2 separate regions of the Drosophila melanogaster genome follow, and region 1 is linked to region 2. A link is a contact called in public Hi-C data. All regions are on one chromosome and are shown on one strand. The core of a region is the stretch at or near the end of the contact, and the rest is flanking DNA. Distances in the headings are between cores, read along the strand shown. Region 1 holds the start of mei-217 (meiotic 217). Region 2 holds the start of Nrd1 (Nardilysin).

Evidence for each region. A called contact is a pair of places that touch in the nucleus more often than the background predicts.
Region 1: a contact with region 2 is called in a Hi-C map of the Kc167 cell line, with 2.4 times the contacts expected there. The contact joins the promoter of mei-217 here to the promoter of Nrd1 in region 2. A contact is called at or near these places in 2 of 107 Hi-C or Micro-C datasets (the Kc167 cell line and embryo).

The regions. Positions count from the first base shown.
Region 1 is chrX:17,140,112-17,144,723 of dm6, reverse strand. mei-217 (meiotic 217) reads left to right here and starts at 1,734. Exons shown (of 9, transcript NM_001031898.3): 1 at 1,734-1,922; 2 at 2,017-2,457; 3 at 2,963-3,030; 4 at 3,243-3,398; 5 at 3,521-3,745; 6 at 3,809-4,612. The coding sequence starts at 1,861. The coding sequence ends at 3,633. mei-218 (meiotic 218) reads left to right here and starts at 1,734. Exons shown (of 7, transcript NM_001144743.2): 1 at 1,734-3,030; 2 at 3,243-3,398; 3 at 3,521-3,745; 4 at 3,809-4,612. The coding sequence starts at 3,612. It overlaps RpS5a (Ribosomal protein S5a), which reads left to right. Exons shown (of 5, transcript NM_078658.3): 4 at 8-106; 5 at 953-1,136. The coding sequence ends at 1,021. snoRNA:Psi28S-1192d (a small nucleolar RNA gene) reads left to right here and starts at 656; the gene lies at 656-790. It also overlaps snoRNA:Psi28S-1192c, snoRNA:Psi28S-1192b and snoRNA:Psi28S-1192a.
Region 2 is chrX:11,866,352-11,871,407 of dm6, reverse strand. Nrd1 (Nardilysin) reads left to right here and starts at 2,515. Exons shown (of 4, transcript NM_132529.4): 1 at 2,515-2,861; 2 at 2,919-4,679; 3 at 4,747-5,031. The coding sequence starts at 2,671. It overlaps CG1847, which reads right to left and starts at 2,238. Exons shown (of 3, transcript NM_167311.3): 1 at 2,069-2,238; 2 at 1,750-1,926; 3 at 240-1,668. The coding sequence starts at 2,161. The coding sequence ends at 910. It overlaps BORCS5 (BLOC-1 related complex subunit 5), which reads left to right. Exons shown (of 1, transcript NM_132531.2): 1 at 1-109.

The DNA of each region.
Region 1 (4,612 bases), core at 485-2,984, 5.3 Mb before region 2:
CCTTTAGGCTATCTGGCTGCTGTGCACTGGAGCTCGTGAGGCTGCCTTCAGGAACATCAAGACCATCGCCGAGTGCCTGGCTGATGAGCTGATCAACGCTGCTAAGGTGGGTAAATTGGGCTTGTGGCGAGATCAAAGTGGGAATGGGGTGGTCTACTCTAATGCTTGGCATTGTACTACCAAAATGCCTGGCCTCGCTTGTAGACCAGATCGAGAACCACGTTCGGCACTCGGATTAACCCAAGAATTGAGCTTCGAAATAGCTCTTTTCTTCCTTCTAGTGACACAGCTAGTCATTTCAACTAGTCCAATCTAATTCTGCATCATGGTTTATTTATGTAGTCTCGCTTTTGGACCAGATCAAACTCCAAATCTCTTATTATCCTTGTGCTAGTGACCACTTAACTGTCCTATGCACACGAGAAACGTAAAAGAACACTTTTATGAATTAGCATTTAGGAACTGATTCGATTAGGATAGCGGGGGTCCAATCTAATTCTGCATAGTGGTTTAATTATGTAGTCTCGCTTTTGGACCAGAACAATCACCATCCTTTATTATCCTTGTGCTTGTGACAATATCAGTCTAATGCACACGAGAAACGTAAAAGAACATTAGCAAACTATTTAAGAGTTGGTATATAGAGCTTAATAATAGGTCCAATCTAATTCTGCATGGTGGTTTAATTATGTAGTCTCGCTTTTGGACCAGATTAATTTCCATCCTTTATTATCCTTGTGCTTGTAATATTGCTTAGTTCAATGCACATGAGAAACGTAAAGGAACACTAGCTTTAAATAAGTTAGGGACTTGTTTTTTTATATTTATTTATTTAGAAGCGATGAATCCATACAATGCAGTAACAGTAACATAACAGCGCAATTAACATATAAAAGATCTAGAAAAACATTGATAGCCAATACTAATAACTTGTGTTTAAATGTATTTCCAGGGATCTTCCAACTCGTACGCCATCAAGAAGAAGGATGAGTTGGAGCGTGTCGCCAAGTCCAACCGTTAAGGAGACATCATCACCAGCAAAAACAAACTTCTGTCTGTTTTTTTTTATACAAATAACGTGTGTACACTGAGAAATGATACACTAAAACTAAAATAAACAACAAGATGAAAAATTCACTTCAGACCATTCTTTTTTTATAGTTTTTAGTTTATAATAAACTTGGTTGTCAGAGAAGAACGGATATTTTAGCTATTTTCTATCGGGCTGCTGGTGTCAGAAATATGTGAGGTTAAGCGTGAGTAAAACGTGAAATTGTCTTGCTTGGAATAGCTAAAAATATTGAAATGAAATTTAGCTAAAAAATTAAAGTAAATTACATGGTTTAAACAAATTGAAACTTTAAAAAGTTTTTTTTATCGATATTGATACAATTTCTTTCATAGATATTTCTCTAACTACTCACGATAGATCACTAAAATACGGTTTTTTTAGTGTATAAAATCTATAGATAGTTGCGATACTCCATCGATCTGGCATCACTTTTCTAAAATAAATGTATTGGAAAGCTGGCAACAGTTTACAATACTCCGATTGTTTTAAGCCCTTAAATTCTACATTTATATATTCTATTCTTCGCTTTTGAAGAACTCTATGCCAAAGCAACAAAAGATCCATTTATTGTAGGAGGCTAGTCATTAGTCATTTAACGACATTTAAAATCTAAGTCACACATTACCCGATCGAAAAACTTCAGTATCGATTTAAATCAGGGCTCGATAGGTACACTTCATATCGCAATCGGTTTTAATTCCAATTTTTCCTTAGTCAAACACTTCATTTTAAAATTCTTTGGTAGTAGGTCGGATTGAAATAAGTTCACATTTCTGGATTAGTGTATAATGTTCACAGTGGATGCAAGCGAAGGATCATCAGTTGTAAACGAGACTCCATTAAAAAGCCAGTAAGTGCACGGTAATCCTGGTTAAAAAACAGGGCGCATTTATTTTCGCAGGCTCCTAAAGACATAAAACACGAAATGCTAATATACAATACAGATTCCACGATCAGAAGTTGGTTGAGCACTTTTGCCGGCAGACGCAGCTGCTCAAGCTGGTCCAGGTCTCCTCTGGCCGCTTTGTGGCGAACTATATGAGCTCCCGGCGGCCAGAGGACCTGCTGGCCCCCATCCAGCTGCGCCTGGACTTCGAATACCGGCAACTACTCGATATCTCACCGCAACTACTGCAGCTCATCGTCGAGGAACCGCTGCAGTTTCAAGAAGCGGTCCGCTACTCGGTTTATGGCTTGATCCGCTCACATCTCAAGGACGCTGGCCTGAAGCCCATCGATATCAACCAGCTGCACGCCCACTGGCGCCTGGTGGGACTGCCCTTTACGCCGGGCCTGCAGTTCGAGCCGCGGGACCAGTTGACCCGGCTGGGCTTGTCCCAGATCCGGGGCATCCTAGCCGCTTTCACGCCGCAAGAAACACTGGTGTCAGTTTTACAGTTTGTACATGTCCTGGCAGAGAATTGCAATGTTCCCCTAGTTTGCTTTGGTGTGCTTTTTCCACATTTTTCTTATTCGATTTGGTTATGTTTGGGTACTATGTATCCTGTCATGCCTGATTAATTATAGTTATAGTTCTTAACTAACCAAGCTAGCCAAGCTGGTTTACCCTTTTTGGTTTAGTTCAAGAGGGTTTTAAGCTTAGTCTCTTAAGTGTAAATACCAACCTACAAAAGAAGTATATCTATATCCCATTAACTTTCTATGAATGTTCATTGTTGTTAAAGTTAAAAAAGCATGGATCGTATTATCGTTATTTTTTATTTAAGTGGGTTAATGGTATTTATTATTTGTCTATTGCATGTATTATTTTCTTATGCTTTAGGCAATATCTGTTTCTAAACATATTAATTATAAAACACACAGCTGCTCTGCTAGGGTGTACCAATCTTTGATAATATGTGTAATTTATATCCTGATATTCCATTGTAGCCTACAATCGATCTGGTACTGCGGCAGTGGCTGTATGCGAAATGCCATACAGACCAGCTCAACAGATGGTAGGTCCCATAGGCTAGGAACATAAAGAAACAACGTGCACTTTATCCAAATTGTGGCACAGCCAACAACCTCTAACTAACAACCTCTAACCTCTAGCCATACTCACAACCCTCGGAACCCTGTCTAACAAAATGTTATCTAACCCAGCATTCCTTGTTCACGAGATCCTGTGCCAGCTCCATTGCTAATCCATCTTCTTGATATCTTTCAGCACCCTTTTGTTCGAGCTGCTCGCGGCCCATGAGTGAATACCAAAAGCTGCGCGTCACGGAAACCTATCGTATCTTGGCTGTCTTGCCTATTTCGGCAGTTCAGACACCTCGTGTCACCAATTGCCTTCATCGCCCAAAATTAGTTCGCCTTAGAGGTAAGTGAATCTGGTATTCAGGACATCATAAACACGTGAAATTAAATATGCCTGGTAAACTAGGACATACTCATTTGGATGTCACTATCATGAATAATCATAATATTAACAACATTTCTTAGCCCACGCCCACGACTGCGAATTAAAGTTGGGTGCTAGCTACCTAATCACTGGATACTTTGCGAGCTCAGCCAGCACATATCAACTGGAAGCATGTCATCTACGAATAAACTAGAGAAAAAGGACCCTCGTAGGCACATTCCCCTCCAGCTTAATGTTTTCTTGCGCAACGATGACGATGGTGAAGTTCGTGAAGTTACTCAAAATGCCAACACAAGCTCCATAGGGTAGAATATTCTATTTACACCATTATAATAAGCAAATATATTAATGTATCCCCCAATGCCCAGCACCATACCATCGAATGGCCTGGTCGAAAGCGATGTGACGCCTATTATGACTCCCACACCGAAGGCCGGTGTCTACAAACCAAATGTTAACGTCTGGCGCTTATCTAAAGAAGTCACTAAGCCTGATCGTAGCTTTGTTGTGAGTGCCGAAGAGTATCCTGATTTGGGCCAGCGCCCGAAGAGATTCAAACAACGAACGCCGCGGGTGCGTAATCAAGATGACGGCGGCACTGTTTCGTGCCTTGCCAGTCGTTTTAGTCGCGTAAAAGATCCGCCTGTGCTGGGTAACTTTTTGCCGGATTTCATGCTTCCGAAATCGAGCAACAGCAATCATCAATCGGTGACCACTTGGCTGTCGTCAGTACGTCCTAGCGACAGCCAAAAGTCTTTAAGCGACCAGGCACGTTGCTCTTCTTCGACCAATATAACACTGCTGAGTAAAGATTCAGTACAGCCGCTGACGCCAAAAAGTTCTGCCCAGTCCTCTCCGGGTGAGAAGAATATCCAACAGGAGCAGAATACTCCAGCTAAATCCCAACAGGAGGAGACAAGTCCGGCTAATTCTGTCGAGCATCAGCAGAAAACACCTAACTCTCCAAAGGAGCAGCAGAAGAGTTCTGTCGGTTTTACTAACATGCAGCAGATGGCTTCCGCCAATTCTTTACAGCAGCAAAACAGTTCTGCCAGTTCCTTACAGCAGCAGAATAGTTCGGTCCATTCCTTACAGAAGCGGAAGAGTTGGGTCAATTCTTCACAGCAGCAGAGGAGTTCGGTCAATTTCATACAGAAGCAAAGGAGTTGGGT
Region 2 (5,056 bases), core at 1,266-3,765:
TTAATCGTGATTTTTAATTAGTAAATCAAACCTAATATTAAACTCAATTTGATATTTTATTTCTCGAAATGCAAATAGTATTTTTCTATATTATCACGAAAAAATAATTCTTTATCATTGGAGTGAGGCTAGTTTTGCAAATGCGATAATTTTCTTTCGGTCAGCCAACCAACCACAATAGATATCTCACCACAGTATTATCGTTTGAAACTCATATAAAGGAAGAAACCAATTTGCTTACGACCTTATTTGTCCATTTAAAGGTTTGGATATTTATTTTATACACTGTATTCTCTCTTATGCAAATGCATATTATTACGTATGCTTGCCGCATATATGTATACAAACAATAAAGTCTTCAACTACAATTAACAATTAGACAGCGGTCAAAAGCACATTTATTACTTCTTACACAATTTGTCTAGATTTAGAGTAGATTCTAGCTACGAGTAAATATCGCATATAGGGATATACAATACAATACAAACATACATATACGACTATGGACAACAAATGTGAAACATTTGATTACTATTTTTGGTAACGCTACGCAAACAACATTTTTCATTCCATATACACACGATTACAATTCCACACAAGCATCTGGATGGTACATTTACATTATATTTAGACCCTTTAGCCTACACCGTTGAATGTGAATCGAGGCGGAGGATGAGTATGGGCATATAGTGCCCCAAAATGCAGCTCTCACAAAATGAGGTGGTATGGTACCGAGTTGGTTGATTGTGTTATGTTGTCGCAAAATCACCAGCTGAGCCCCTGCATTGCTCGCAGCAGCTTCTTGAGGGTCCAGCAGCAGAGGAATAGGTTCGCCATCGAGCAGAGCAGCACGAGACCATGAGCGAAGCTGACGGCCAGCGAAAGAAAAGAAGGTAGTGACAAGTACTGCTAGCGCTGCAGGTAGCTGCTCCAATAGACAAGCAGCATGAGCAGCACGTTGACGCAACTTATGTTCTAGAAGAGCTTCTGCATGTGAATGCGATCCTGGACGTTACGTGCCTGCTGCTGATCCTCGATGGACTTGAGCTCCTTAGACACGGTCGACTTGAGGCTGGCGTCCAAGGCCAAGGCGTCGAGGAAGTCGCGACGTGCCTGTGCTGGATTCCAGGCACCCGCATGGGCCTTGGCCCGACGAAAAAGTGCCTTGACATTGCGCGGATCCAGGGTGAGCACCTCGTTGCAGTGCTCGATCACAGCGTAGAAGTCGCCGGCGATCAACCGACATTGCGCGTAGTTCAACAACAGCGGTGTCTTGATGGCCGCCAGCTCCTGCCACTCCTCGTCGTGCGGCTTCTCCTTTAGCATCAGCTGCTCCACAATTCCGACAGCCTCGCGGTAGCAGGTCTCCGCCTCTGTGAACCGACTGGCCTTATAGAAGTTGTTGCCCCGTTCGCGCAGCGTACTGGTGGCCAGCATCTTTTCGTCGTCGGACATCTGCCAGCGCTCTTTTTCGTACTGCTCGGGCAGCTCAATGGAGAACAGTTCAATGATGAACTCCAGATCGGAAGGATTTTGCAGCAGCTCATCCAGGTCGGTGTACCCAATGCCCTCGTTCTGCAATGTCATTCCGCAGCAGTGACGTCGCTCCTCCGGTTTCTTGCCAATGTCCCGCAGGGTCTTGGATATAAAAGGATATTGAGCGCAGAGCTGCAGGTGCCAGAGTTCGGAGAATAATTAGATCAGTGGGTATCAGGTTGTCCAGACTCTGTGTATATCATATTCCCTTACCGACTTATGTACCGTGAACTTGGCCACTTCGTTAAGGGACATCTGCTGCACAATCAGCTCCCAGACCTCTAGCTTAAACTTCTTCCCCAGGACCAGCTCCATGGGCTTCTCCATCTTGCGGCTATCATCGATGATGCGACTGTCGCCGGCCCTCCGCGTTTGAAAGTGGAACTTCACCTGGAAAAGGCCAATATCATGAGGAGTGAGTCTCTGTTGGCTGCACCACCCACTGGCCTTGGCCCATTTTCCCACTGTTTTGCTTTTGCTGTCGCAGATGGAACTAAACCTGCCAAACTGCCAAGCGGTTTTAGTAACTCACCCTGGTGCCCGGGGTTAGCTCGATGTAGGCGTTTCCCGGATTGAGGATCTCCTTTCGTATGGGCTTCATATCGGACTTGCTGCGCGACTGCATCTCCGCTGGAATCGGATTTATTTGGAATCAACACAATTTCCTTTCGATACCAGACGTTATTTGTCCAAACCTATCGAAGCCTATCGGTTCTCGATATCTGCACGCGCCAATCGGTGCAAAGCTTTTGGTATTTTTTATTACCTATTGATAGAATTGTTATGTGTGGTTTTTTTTCTTCGTCTAAGACCACACTGAATCACTAATCAATTAGCTATGAAGAACACTGTCATACATCACAAAATGTTTTCCAATTTTCATTTCCCTATATGTAAAAATACCGCCACACAAGCCATTTGACATTTGCGACGTTATCGATAAGGCGACACCCAAGGACCTGGTCCATCACTAAGCCCACGTCTTTCGATTAATAGTTTGTATCGTTAACATATAAAATAGTTGCCTTTGCGTTTGCTATTTGACAGCCTGTGATTTTTTCCCCGTGGATTTTCCATAGCTCCGATCCCAGTTGATACGGATTGCCATAAGTCTCATTCTCATTCGAGTTTTGCATGCTCTGGCAGCGATACAGCGCACATTTGTTTAGACGATTCGAATTTCACGTACGTACAAAACGCCGGAGCCCAATTACTCAATTAGCCGGCGTACGGGCGATCACATACAGCTCGTTGTGCAAAATGACCGACCAGGTCAAGTATCTGGACATACCGGACAAGTCGGAAACGGACAAGAAGCTTTACAAGTAAGTAGCGGACTATTAACCCAGTTGAACTGGATTCAATGGTTGGTCTTCACTTAGGACACTTCTCTTGGGGAATGGATTGCATGCGTTGATTGTCTCCGATCCCAGTCCCATGCCACACGATGGCTTCACCACATCCGAGTCGTCCTCGTCTAAGTCGACCGTGTCGACCAGCAGTTCCATAATCTCACGCAGTGAATCCACCTCATCTACCTCCACCGATAGTGAAAGCAGCGAGGAATCGAGCAGCGAGGAAGGTGACGAAAAGCTGGCCGCCTGCGCCCTATTGATTGACTATGGGTCTTTTGCTGAGCCCACAAAATACCAGGGACTGGCACACTTTCTCGAGCACATGATCTTTATGGGCTCAGAGAAGTACCCAAAGGAGAACATTTTCGATGCACATATTAAGAAATGCGGCGGCTTTGCCAATGCCAACACTGACTGCGAGGACACGCTTTTCTATTTTGAGGTAGCCGAGAAGCATCTGGACTCCAGTTTGGACTATTTTACGGCCCTGATGAAGGCGCCACTGATGAAGCAAGAGGCTATGCAACGCGAGCGCAGCGCTGTGGACTCAGAGTTCCAGCAGATTCTTCAGGATGATGAGACCAGGCGTGATCAACTGCTGGCCAGTTTGGCCACGAAAGGTTTCCCCCACGGCACCTTTGCCTGGGGCAATATGAAGTCGCTAAAAGAGAACGTTGACGACGCGGAGCTGCACAAGATTTTGCACGAGATCCGCAAAGAGCACTATGGCGCCAATCGCATGTACGTTTGCCTGCAGGCTCGTTTGCCCATCGATGAGCTGGAATCACTCGTGGTGCGCCACTTCTCTGGTATTCCGCACAATGAGGTGAAGGCTCCCGATTTGAGCAGCTTCAACTACAAGGACGCCTTTAAGGCCGAGTTCCACGAGCAAGTCTTCTTCGTCAAGCCGGTGGAGAACGAGACCAAACTGGAGCTGACTTGGGTGCTGCCGAATGTGCGTCAGTATTACCGCAGCAAGCCCGACCAGTTCCTCTCGTATCTGCTGGGCTACGAGGGACGTGGCAGCCTGTGCGCCTACCTGAGACGCCGCTTATGGGCTCTCCAACTGATTGCTGGCATCGATGAAAACGGCTTCGATATGAACTCCATGTATTCCCTGTTTAACATTTGCATTTATCTCACCGACGAGGGATTTAAGAATCTGGACGAGGTCCTGGCCGCAACGTTTGCCTACGTCAAGCTCTTCGCCAACTGCGGTTCCATGAAGGATGTTTACGAGGAGCAACAGCGCAATGAGGAAACCGGTTTCCGTTTCCATGCTCAGCGTCCAGCCTTTGATAATGTACAGGAGCTGGTGCTGAATTTGAAGTATTTCCCACCAAAAGATATTCTCACCGGCAAGGAGCTCTACTATGAGTACAATGAGGAGCATCTCAAAGAACTGATTAGCCACCTGAATGAGATGAAGTTCAACCTGATGGTGACCTCACGCAGAAAGTATGATGACATCTCCGCCTATGATAAGACGGAGGAGTGGTTCGGCACTGAGTACGCCACCATTCCAATGCCAGAGAAGTGGCGCAAGCTGTGGGAGGATTCGGTGCCCCTTCCGGAATTGTTCTTGCCCGAGTCGAATAAATATGTCACGGATGACTTCACACTGCATTGGCATTCGATGGGAAGGCCGGAAGTTCCCGATTCCCCGAAGTTGCTGATCAAGACGGACACCTGCGAGCTCTGGTTCCGCCAGGATGATAAGTTCGATTTACCTGAAGCCCATATGGCTTTCTATTTTATCTCGCCGATGCAGCGGCAAAATGCCAAGAAGTGAGTACATACATTAGTGTAGTTTTCTAAGTTTCTCTCATATATTAACATCTAATTTTTCGTTCAGCGATGCCATGTGCTCACTTTACGAGGAAATGGTCAGGTTCCATGTGTGCGAGGAACTTTATCCAGCCATAAGTGCCGGACTCTCTTACTCCTTAAGCACCATCGAAAAGGGCTTGCTCCTCAAGGTGTGCGGCTACAATGAAAAACTGCATCTCATCGTGGAAGCCATTGCCGAAGGCATGCTCAATGTGGCAGAGACGCTCGACGAAAATATGCTTTCTGCCTTTGTAAAGAACCAGCGTAAAGCCTTCTTCAACGCTTTGATCAAGCCAAAGGCACTCAACAGGTAAGAAATCCCTGAATTTACACAA